2 separate regions of the Hordeum vulgare genome follow, and region 1 is linked to region 2. The links are chromatin contacts, called in public Hi-C maps. All regions are on one chromosome and are shown on one strand. The core of a region is the stretch at or near the end of the contact, and the rest is flanking DNA. Distances in the headings are between cores, read along the strand shown.

Region 1 (4,882 bases), core at 1,910-4,409, 170 kb after region 2:
TCCAAGGTGGCTTGCCAATAAAGATGAAGTCGTTACCGTTAAACGAATCAGACCGGGGCAACACTTCGGACACACCATTAAACTTCAGATCTGACACCACGGCACGACAAAAACGTCGAAGGAGAAAAACATACCTGCCTGTCACGAACCACAAACCCAACACACGATCCACCATCTTTCAGGTACCGTCGATGCATGCCACAATCTGCATCCGTTCCTTGAGTACCTTCCGAGCTCCACGCCGACACCAGAGCAAACGTTGTTTCAACGGTGGAGCCCGACGACACAAGTACATCAGAAAGATGTTGGCGCCACCGCATCATCCCTACTTGAACAGACTGGTTTTCAAGTCCAACCACAACAAGGACCGCCTCGTCGAGGAGGGATCCAGGAAAAATAATATTCGACGCCACCATCCACACCGCCAAAGCCGAACAGTCCAAACTCTAAGCTGCTAAAGCCTAAAATGAACCACACGCATCCGCCCCTCCCCCCCCCCTTCCACCGACGATCGAGATCACCGACGGAGAGGAGCCGCCGGAGGACGGTGGCGGCCCTCTGGTGTTGCCAACGCTAGATGATCACTTGCACGTACCGCGTCACAGGCGTGGTGAAGGTGAACAATCTTCAGATCATTCAAGAAAAAAAAATTAGTCCGTGCCATATAAAAAAAAAGCCCGAGCCAAGTACAGTATAGTCGGGCGCACGTCGGTGGCGCTCGGCAACCTCCGGGGACCGGAGAGGGCGCGCGCTCGGCCGGCCGTGCCAGCCAGCCACGAATTATTCGCCCGCCCGCCCGCCGCGCGCAGGCGGAGGAACCAGCTGTGTGCACCAGCGCAGCCGGTGCGTGGGTGCAGGTGCAAGCGCAACAACCCGACCCGCCGGGAGAAAAAAAAAGAGGAAAGGCCCTATGCCATGGGGGGCACGTCGCGTGGACGAATGATTTCCGCCGCACCCAGCCCCAATGAATTCATTCATTGATGCGATTCCCGCGGCCGGCAAGGGGACAAGCCGTGGAAAAGGCACCGCGTACTAGTGGAGTACCACGCCCATACCCCTATCTCGCCCATCGCAGCCCTCGACCCGACGACGACCTACTAGAGGGGCACAGCACAGCGAGCGTACGTACTTCTCTCCTGTAGTAGGCTGTAGCCGATCCATCGAAAGGCGCGTCACATTCCGTGCACCCAACCCAGCCAAGGACCGATCCACAATGGCCCGCGCATCCTCATCGGACGGGTCAAGGTCGATGTGGCGCACACCGGCGTCCTCCACAAATGAAAATGAGAGCCCTCCTCCTCCCGTCGGCGCCCAGTTTTGACCCCACGCCGCCGCCGCCGGTCGCCGGTCAAGGGCGAGGCGAGCAGGACACGCAACCGGCGAGGTCCCCAAGAGTTGTGTCGAAGCGAGCTCGCCTTTCATGCGACAAGTCACGTTAAAATTATCGTCCCCCCGCATTTCCAGATAGGCCGGACGCAATCATGCAAGAAACAACAGCACGAGGACTAATCTAATCGTGCCCCATGACAGGTGCAGTGCACAGGCAGGCACCGGGAATTCTCTGCACTGCATCAGCAAAAGCGTATCGGTCGATCAGTGCTTGGCTTTGGAGCTTTTATCTAGTTGATTGAATCCAAGAAAGACTCCAGCTAGTAGAGTAAGTACAATGGTTGTTTACTCTAAAAGAACGGGCGAAAGGAGGGACGAATATATTCCTACTGGACGGTTCGCCGGATAGAATTGGATCCATGCCACACACCAAAGAATTGCATGATAGACGTCGTTAACCACAACGTAAATGTGATCGGAATTAATCATTAATTAATGGCGATTTGGCAGCAGACGGTGACACGGCCAGCCAGGTGTATCTATAGATACGAGTAGTAATAAAGCCGGAGAATTCGGAAATTAATAGCCTAATGAACTGCAGTTACTACTGGTACTATCATGGTGACAGTGCAGCACTCGCAGAGCACAAATCTTAATCTCGGGTACTACTATGCACAGAATTCAGGTAACTGTCGAAGGAGGAAAAAAAAGGAAGGTGTGAGCTGTAAACGAAAAGGAGTAATGGCGCCGTTACATGGAGGCCAACGGCGTCGGTGTCGGCGTCGTCAACGTCTGCGGCGTCGGCGGCGTCGGGGGCGGGGTCTGCAGCGGGCGGGGCGTCACGTTCTTGCCGCCGCCGCCGACGGAGAGGGAGCGGAAGAAGGTCCTGGGCCGCGGCGGCGCGGCGGGCTGGCGGGCGGAGCGGCTCTTGACGGGGGGCAGCTGGTCCCCCTTGCGGCGCACCTGGTTGGTGCTGGGGATGACGCAGGTGAAGACGACCCCGATCTTGGCGAGGCGGTTGACCCAGCGCGGGATGCGGGCGCGGGCGACGAGGCGGCGGCAGGCGGCGTCGCAGAAGTGGTTGCAGTTGCGGGAGACGAGGTTGTATGCGTCGCCGGGGAAGTCGGCGGCGAGGTCGGCCATGAGGGCGCGCACGTCGGCGCGGGTCAGCTCCGTGGTGCCCACCAGCACCGCCTCCCGGAACGCGTAGCCGGGGCACCGCCGCGGGGACACCTCGAAGATGCCGCTCCCGGCGCCCTCGTGCGCGCCGTACGCGTACTCCACCCCGTGGACCTGCACGCCCGAGTGGTACACGCCGAGCCCCAGCCACCGCGCGTACCCGTTGGCGGGGGTCACGTCGTACACGTTGAGGAACACCGGGGACGACGACGGCGCGGCCTGCCTCGCAGCGGGCCGGGGCGTCGAGGTGGACGCGGAGGAGCCGGCCGAGGAGGAGGTGGAGGACGAGGACGAGGAGGCGGCGGCCGCCATTCCCCCGGCCCGCGTGCGTTTCTCCCTCGCGTCGCGTCGCTTCGGCCGAGAGAGAGAGAGAGAGGGAGAGGGAGAGGGAGAGAGGGAGACGCAGACACCCCCGCACGGCAGACGGCACCGTGGTCGCCGCGCGGCGTTGCGGGCGCTGCGAGTAGGTTTTTATGTGGGTTTCTTTAGCAGCTTGTCGCGCGGCTGTGTCTGAGCATGATCGCTTTTTCGTGGCATCGCATTGGGGGGCTCTGGCTTTGGCTTTGGCAGGCTGGCGTGTCCATGATTCAGCGCCGCAATAGAGGATGCGAGCCGCCAAGATTCGTGCTGGGTTTTACTTACCCGTCAGCGAATTTTTCTTATAGGTGAAGTCTTGTGCTGGTCACTGCCATTGGTTTAATTTTCGAATGCATGAGTGTTTGAACATCGGTCGCCACCATGCACCATCAACTCTCATTTCCTGCCCATTCAAAAAGAAGGAACACTCTCAACGCCGGTCTGGCCCGACCAAATGATGGTTTCGACCAGACTTTGCAATTCCCATTCTGTAATCAGCATGAGTACGATGACAGCCACGTCGTCTATTTCCACCAAAGATTCTGGACACCGGCAATCACCTCCATTCTCTTCTTGCCCGCTCATTTGGTTTCCATGCGTTAGGGCCTAGTACTGTCAGATGTGCGGTCCTCCTGGACTGTTGGCCTGATGATGCGGAGACGTCGTGTCCTCTCTGCACGTCAAAACCTGTTCACGCTATCGAGTGTTCTTGCTGTGTACTCCCTTCGCCCGATGAAAGAGCGTACATATAGACATTTTAGGATAAATTATAAAATAGAGTAAAAAATGCATTAGAAAGATGCAAAACACCATCTTTCTCCTTTTTAATTACCTAACCCCCAATGAGGTAAGTGCGTGTAAAAATTAGAAAGACTATGTGTAGAATGTTATTGGTCTTGATTACCGTGCGATGATTTTTTATACTTTAAAGTACATTGAAAAGATAAAAGTACACTCTTTTATGAACAAATTTTAAAACCAAACGCACACTCTTCACCGGACGGAGGGAGTAGGCTCAATGAGAATTTATCTCTCATTATACGCTGACTAGGTCTAGGTGTCATGTTAGTACAATGGTAAGGTCAACTCCACCGCGCCACCCCATCCGAAAGTCCGTTTTTCCCGGATTCTATCCCCTTGGTGCGGGTGATGGGGTCGTATCCAGATCATTTTTGGGATGTGGTGGCCGCGTCCAACGCGCGGAAGCATCCTCGGGAGCATCCTGTCTGCATCCTCTATGCTTTGTGCCACCGACAGGCGGGACAGGCGTCCGTGCGCTATCCGTTTCACCTAAAAAACGAACCAAGTTTGGACCGGGAATGGGTCGAAAGCGGACAGAAAACGGACAAACGTTTGTTTGTGCCCGCGCGCTGAGTCGCATGGTGTGTTCGTTTTACCCCAAACGAACGCGGGCGAACATGATAGGGTCGCGCGCTGGTGTTGGCCTAAACGTTTGGAAACGGCACGCCGGCGAAACGCTCTACGAGTCACGCGTCCATACATGTGCCAAGTCCTTTCTATTGCTTGCTCTCTCTACGCTGCTTCTTCTCTGCTTCAAACGTCACGGTCAACCATCGCCGTTTGCAGGCCTCCCAGGGCATCACCGTCACGGGAATCAACCGATCCAACCGCCCTCGGCCAGATCTATTTGAATCCCCGTGCACCGAAGCTCTGCCTGCCTCGTCGGACCGCGACGAAGATGCAATCGGTTGAAGCTTTTTCCAACCATCTGCGAGCAGCTACACACATGCTGGAACCACCCACCAGAGATGTTACAAAGCACGACGGTGTGACCTCCCTCCCCTGTCGCTGCAACCATGTCCTCCCAAAACGAACATGGAGGCATTTTTTTACCGCTCCTCCATTGATGTTGCAAGCGACGAACCAAAAAGCTACAACCTTTGATTGGAAAGCTTCAACCTCCGGCATATAAAGTTTCAACCGAACACCATATACTGAAAAAAGCTACATCCATTCAGCGCAACGAATGCATCTTCGATGGCACCTAGCCCCTGGT
Region 2 (5,468 bases), core at 578-3,077:
AAATAATTGTAAACTGATGACGAAAGAGGTGTGGAGTGAATCACCTCATGGTGGCCCTTTGCCGCCGAGTAATGGAGGGGTGTGTTTCGGATACCGAATGTTGAGTATCGTGCAAGCCGGGGGTTAAGCTCCAATAGGGCCCTAGCCTCCTGGATGTCTCCATCCCTCGCGGCAGAGACGAGCCGTTCACCGGTAGCTGAGCAGCCGAATGAGTCGCCCATCATACCTAAGAGTCCCATGATGCTTCTACCTATCAATGCACAAATTCTCAGTATCACTTACTAAGGACTCGGCATATATTGAGTTTAATCATTTGAGCATGCTGTGGGGCCACATAATTATGAAGCCAAGGGTACGAGTGTAGCAAGAATGGAGAGCTGGCCCATATGTAGAAGTAAATTGCCCTCAAATTGATATGGTAGGGGAAATCAACCACATGGACACTCTACAGGAAACTGATTCGGGAAAAGGGGAAACTAAGCCACCTGTCCACTTCGAGAAGCACCCAAATGGCATAGCATGACCTGAGGCATTTGATCGTTAATCTAGTGAAAGATCCACATTAACGGCTCAATAAGTTAGTAACTGGATCACTAGGTCACCCCTACAAGAAGGCAATGGGCATAAATGGCAGGAATGTTGGCTCACATTCTAAAAGAAATACCTCAGACTGACACAATAAGCAGGAAACCTAAACCGAGGTGGCGTCCCTCTGCAAGAACGTAGCTCAGTTGATCCAACACGGTAATGCTACTCTGACACCAACTGGGCACTCCACATGGATTAAAGAGTACATACAGCATCCTGCTTTAGGAAACTACCACAAATTGACTCGAAAGAACTGGAATAAAACCAAGGGCGCCATCTTTACGCAAGAGAACATCCACAATCGAACCAAGAAACGGTGGGTCACGCCCACTAGTTTTATTTTACTACTACAATTATTGTTAGTTTCCTCATAATTAATATTCGAGTTGTTGGCAGAGGCGGTGACAATGGCGGAAACAGTACTAGGAGAAACGGGTCGCTGTCCCCTGTCCTTCTCAGGGACAGCGGCTCCATTGCTGCAAGCAGGAACGGCACAACCACCAGCGTCGGCATTGAGCTCATGGATTGACTTTTGTGTGCGAAGAACCAGAGAAAGAACGGGGAGGGGGGCTAAGAGCTGGAGCGCATTGCATCGTTTTGCCATTTCTACAAGGAAAAAGGAAATGACAACAGGCCCGGAGCAGTTCAGCGGCCACGAACCCGGATCAGGGATTCACATCACAAAACATACGGAAACATTGCGCACGTACCTCTGAAAGACCAGATCTTTCGGCTACAAGAAACGGATGCGCGAGTAATGGGGATCAGCCCAGCGCATCTCCCCTCACCTACCGCCCCTCGGAAGGGGATCTTCAGGCGGCGGGCGCCCGGCCGGGAAGAAGAAGCTCCTCCTCCGCCTTGCCCGTCACCACCAACTCATCCAGAGACGCAGCTCAGGGACAACGCGGAAGACGGCAGATGGAGGCCGCCACCGCCGCCGACGCGGGATCAGAAACTACGAACTGCAAATGGCCTGGGGCTGGGAGGAAGAACGAGGGAGGTGGGAGAGAGAGACAAGGATGGGGGGGGGGGGGGGGGGGGGGGCTGCAGTGGAGAGCACGAGGAGCTGGGGCGTGCGCCACATGGAACGGGATTGAATTGCCTCTCGCGAATTATTATTGTGATGATTTTTCCGGCTGGCTGCCGGCGCGGAGGCGTGGAACTGCTCCTGTGACAGATGTTCCTTGGTGATGTCGGAAACCTGCACTGACTGTTTCTTCCTTTTGTTTTCTGCTATTTGCAGGACAGTGACATGGAGCTAGGGTGAGAGCTAGCCTAATTGCTTTGATGCCAAAAGTTGGGATGCCAAATTTCGGCAACCGCCACATATTGGCTAGAGATTGGTTACATGCAAATTTCCATTGCCAATCTCATAAAAGGTTGTCAAATGTTGGTAAATTCTGATTTTGCCAAATGTTGGTAGCAAAACCAATCAGCCTCAGCATCTACCGTCACGTTCAGCTAAATCGGCCCCTCCTATGGCCATAGACGCGATGGTGAAACCTCGAATTTTCGTTCCTCGCGCCTCGGTCAGCAAACCCTAAATGCATGTTACATGTATCGTGAACTTTTGATGGCTACCTAAATTTGATATGTTGTACATACATATTCTCTCTTATTTAATGAAATGGCAAATCCTTTGCCTTGTTTCAAAGAAAATGGACAAAGATCATCCATACTTGCTCTTGTCAGCGCCTTTGACGTCTTTGTCGTGGAAGTAGTGGTCGAAGACGCAATATGGATCAAGTCGGATCCCCACCTTGTCGGAGGTATCTGCATGTTACTATCCTCCTCTCTTTGGGGGACAGTCCGACTACAACAGGGAACGCCCGGGCTTGCTCTCATGCGAGGGAGCCTGTGTTCCTCCTCTAACGCTTTTGAAGGATGCGGGCCTTGATGACTGCTATTTGTGATAGGTATTAGGATTTCTCCAAAAAGGAAGGGTGATGTAGTATAGCAGCAAATAGTATTTCCATCAGTTAAGAACTAGTTTTAGTGGTCCAGCAGGAGACACCCCACAAACAAAGGTAAACGGTACCTGCACACACACAAAGAAAATGCTTGCACCCAACAAAATTAAGAGGGTTGTCGATTCCCTTGTACTCGTTAATTGCAAAGATTAAATCTGATAATGGTATATAGATAAATAAAAGTAAATAAATTACAACAAGTATTTTAGGGTTTTAGTAAATATAAAGGGAGTGGACCCAGGGTCATAGGTTCACTAGAGGCATCTCTCTCATAAGCATAACAATGGTAGGTAAACAAATTATTGTTGGGTAATTGATAGAATAACGCATACTTATGATAATTCTTCATGAGATTATCAATATATAGGCCTTACGTTCATTACAAGTAGAGCGAGATTGTTGACGTGCAACTATTCCTAACTTGATGCCTCCACGGCAACGGAGCCAGAAAAGAGCTTGTCCCAGTTGCTCAACAATTAGCAATTGTCTTGCAATGGCCCACTAGCGCGTGGGATCACGACAGTTTTCAAGGGTAGAGTATTCAACCCAAATTTGTTGGTTCGCACGACGGGAAGTGAAAGAATATTCTCAAGTATTAGCAGCTGAATGTGTCAGGTTCAACCACACCTGAAAGATTAGTGTCTGCAAGCAAAGTATCAGTAGCAAAGTAATATGATAGCAACGGTGCTAGAAACGATCTAGTGACAAGGCAGACTATTCCTAACGGTTGTATCAATGGCGCCAGAAAAGTATTGTAGCTGGTAGTAGCAGAGTAACGAGTAACAGCAGTGGCAAGGAACAACAGTAGCAACAGTAGTGGCAGCAGCAGCACGACAAAGCAAGTAACAGCAGCAGAGCAAAGTAAGTAACAGCAGTAGTGGGACAAACTCGTAGGCAATGGATCGGTGATTCGTTGGATGACATTCATCATGCAACAGTTATAACACGAAGAGATATGTGGCTAGCTCCCGTTCGTCAATGTGATGTAGGCATGCATTCCGTGTGTAGTCATACGTGCTTAGGGAAAAGAACTTGCATGACATCTATTGTCCATCCCTCCCGTGACAGCGGGGTCCAAATGGATACTACGGGATATTAAGGTTCTCCTTTTAATAAATAACCGGACCAACGCATTAGCACTTGGTGAACACATGAACTCCTTAAACTATGGTCATCACCGGGAGTGGTTCCGGTTATTGTCACTCCGGGGTTGCCGGATCATAACACATAGTAGGTAACTACAACTTGCAAGATCGGATCTAAAACACACATATATTGGTGACAACATAATAATTTCAGATCTGAAATCATGGGACTCGGGCCCTAGTGACAAGCATTAAGCATGGCAAAAGTAGTAGCAACATCAATCTTAGAACATAGTGGATACTAGGGATCAATCCCCGTCAAAACTAACTCGATTACATGATAGATCTCATCCTACTCATCACCGCCCAGCGAGCCTACGAATAGATTACTCACGAACGATGAAGAGCTTCATGGAATTGGAGAGGGAAGAAGGTTTATAATGACAATGGCGACGATATCCTTGATCCGGAGCCCAAAACGGACTCCAGATCTGCCCTCCAGATGAAGAATAGGATGTGGCGGCGCCTCCGTATCGCAAACGCGATGAAATCTTCTCTCTTGATTTTTTTTGGGATGAAAGGGAATAAATAGAGCTGAGTTTGGGGCCGGCAGAGCCACGTGGGCCCCACAAGCCTGGTCGCCGCAGCCAGGGGGAGGCCGCGGCGTCAGGGCTTGTGGCCCACTGGCCCGTCCCTCCGGTGGATCTTTGCGCAGGTATTTTTCATATTTTCCAAAAATATTCTCCGTAAATTTTTAGGACGTTCCGAGAACTTTCCTTTCTGCACAAAAACAACACCATGGCAATTCTGCTGAAAACAGCGTCAGTCTGGGTTAGTTCCATTCAAATCATGCGAATTAGAGTCCAAAACAAGGGCAAAAGAGTTTGGAAAAGTAGATACGATGGAGACGTATCAACTCCCCCAAGCTTAAAACCTTGCTTGTCCTCAAGCAACTCAGTTGAATTACTAAAAGAGAAAGAAAAACTTTGACAAACTCTGTTTGATCTTGTTGTTGCAACTATGTCTAACTCATAACCAGAATTTCAGCAAGATCACAAGTTAACCACATAAGCAAGTGACACAAAGGTCTCACGGTAAACTAATATCAATGGCATAATCAGCTAGCGAACAAATAATAATGAGTTTCAGGTACCAACGATTCAATCAAAACAAGCATGAAGCAATATGAATAGGTGGTATCTCGCTGGCTCTTTCTGAGACCGCAAAACATAAATGCAGAGCACTTTCAAAGATCAAGGGCTGACTAAACATTGTAATTCATAGCAACGAAGATCCAGTCATAGTCATACTCAATATCAATCAAAAGCAAAGCATAAAAATGACAGAGGTGCTCTCTAATTGGTGCTTATATAAGAAGAGGATGACTCAACAGGAAAATAAATAGACAGGCCTTCACAAAGGGAAGCATTGATTTGCAGAGGTGCCAGAGCTCAAGCTTTGAAAACAGAGATAATAATTTTGGGTGGCATGCTTTCATTGCCAATGCAATGACCAAGAGCTCTCAATATCTTCCATGCTACACATGCTATAGGCGGTTCCCAAACAGAAAAGTAAAGTTTTAACTCCCCCACCACCAATCAATCACACTCCACGGCTAGCCGAATCCTCGGGTGCCGTCCATACCAACATCAATCCTGGGGGATTTTTGTTTACAATTATCTTTTCGATTTGAGCATGGAATTGGGCATTCCAATTACCGTCCCCTTTCTCGTGAATGATAGTGAATAAACACATATCAAGGATAACACGCCTAGCATGGAAGATACTGATAGCCCCCTGTCACCACATGAGCGGTTCGGGCATG

What was found. Hi-C and Micro-C count contacts between places; a contact is called where the count stands out from the background.
Region 1: a Hi-C map of leaf shows a contact between it and region 2, with 3 times the contacts expected there. The contact joins the promoter of LOC123409736 here to the promoter of LOC123409928 in region 2. A contact is called at or near these places in 4 of 6 Hi-C or Micro-C datasets (leaf and seedling) and 1 of 1 datasets of contacts at active chromatin or transcription factors (embryo).

What each region holds. Positions count from the first base shown.
Region 1 is chr7H:57,353,439-57,358,320 of MorexV3_pseudomolecules_assembly, forward strand. LOC123409736 (deSI-like protein At4g17486) reads right to left here and starts at 3,160. Exons shown (of 1, transcript XM_045102597.1): 1 at 1,901-3,160. The coding sequence starts at 2,820. The coding sequence ends at 2,080.
Region 2 is chr7H:57,186,360-57,191,827 of MorexV3_pseudomolecules_assembly, forward strand. It overlaps LOC123409928 (probable E3 ubiquitin-protein ligase XBOS35), which reads right to left and starts at 1,828. Exons shown (of 11, transcript XM_045102798.1): 1 at 1,299-1,828; 2 at 45-250. The coding sequence starts at 239.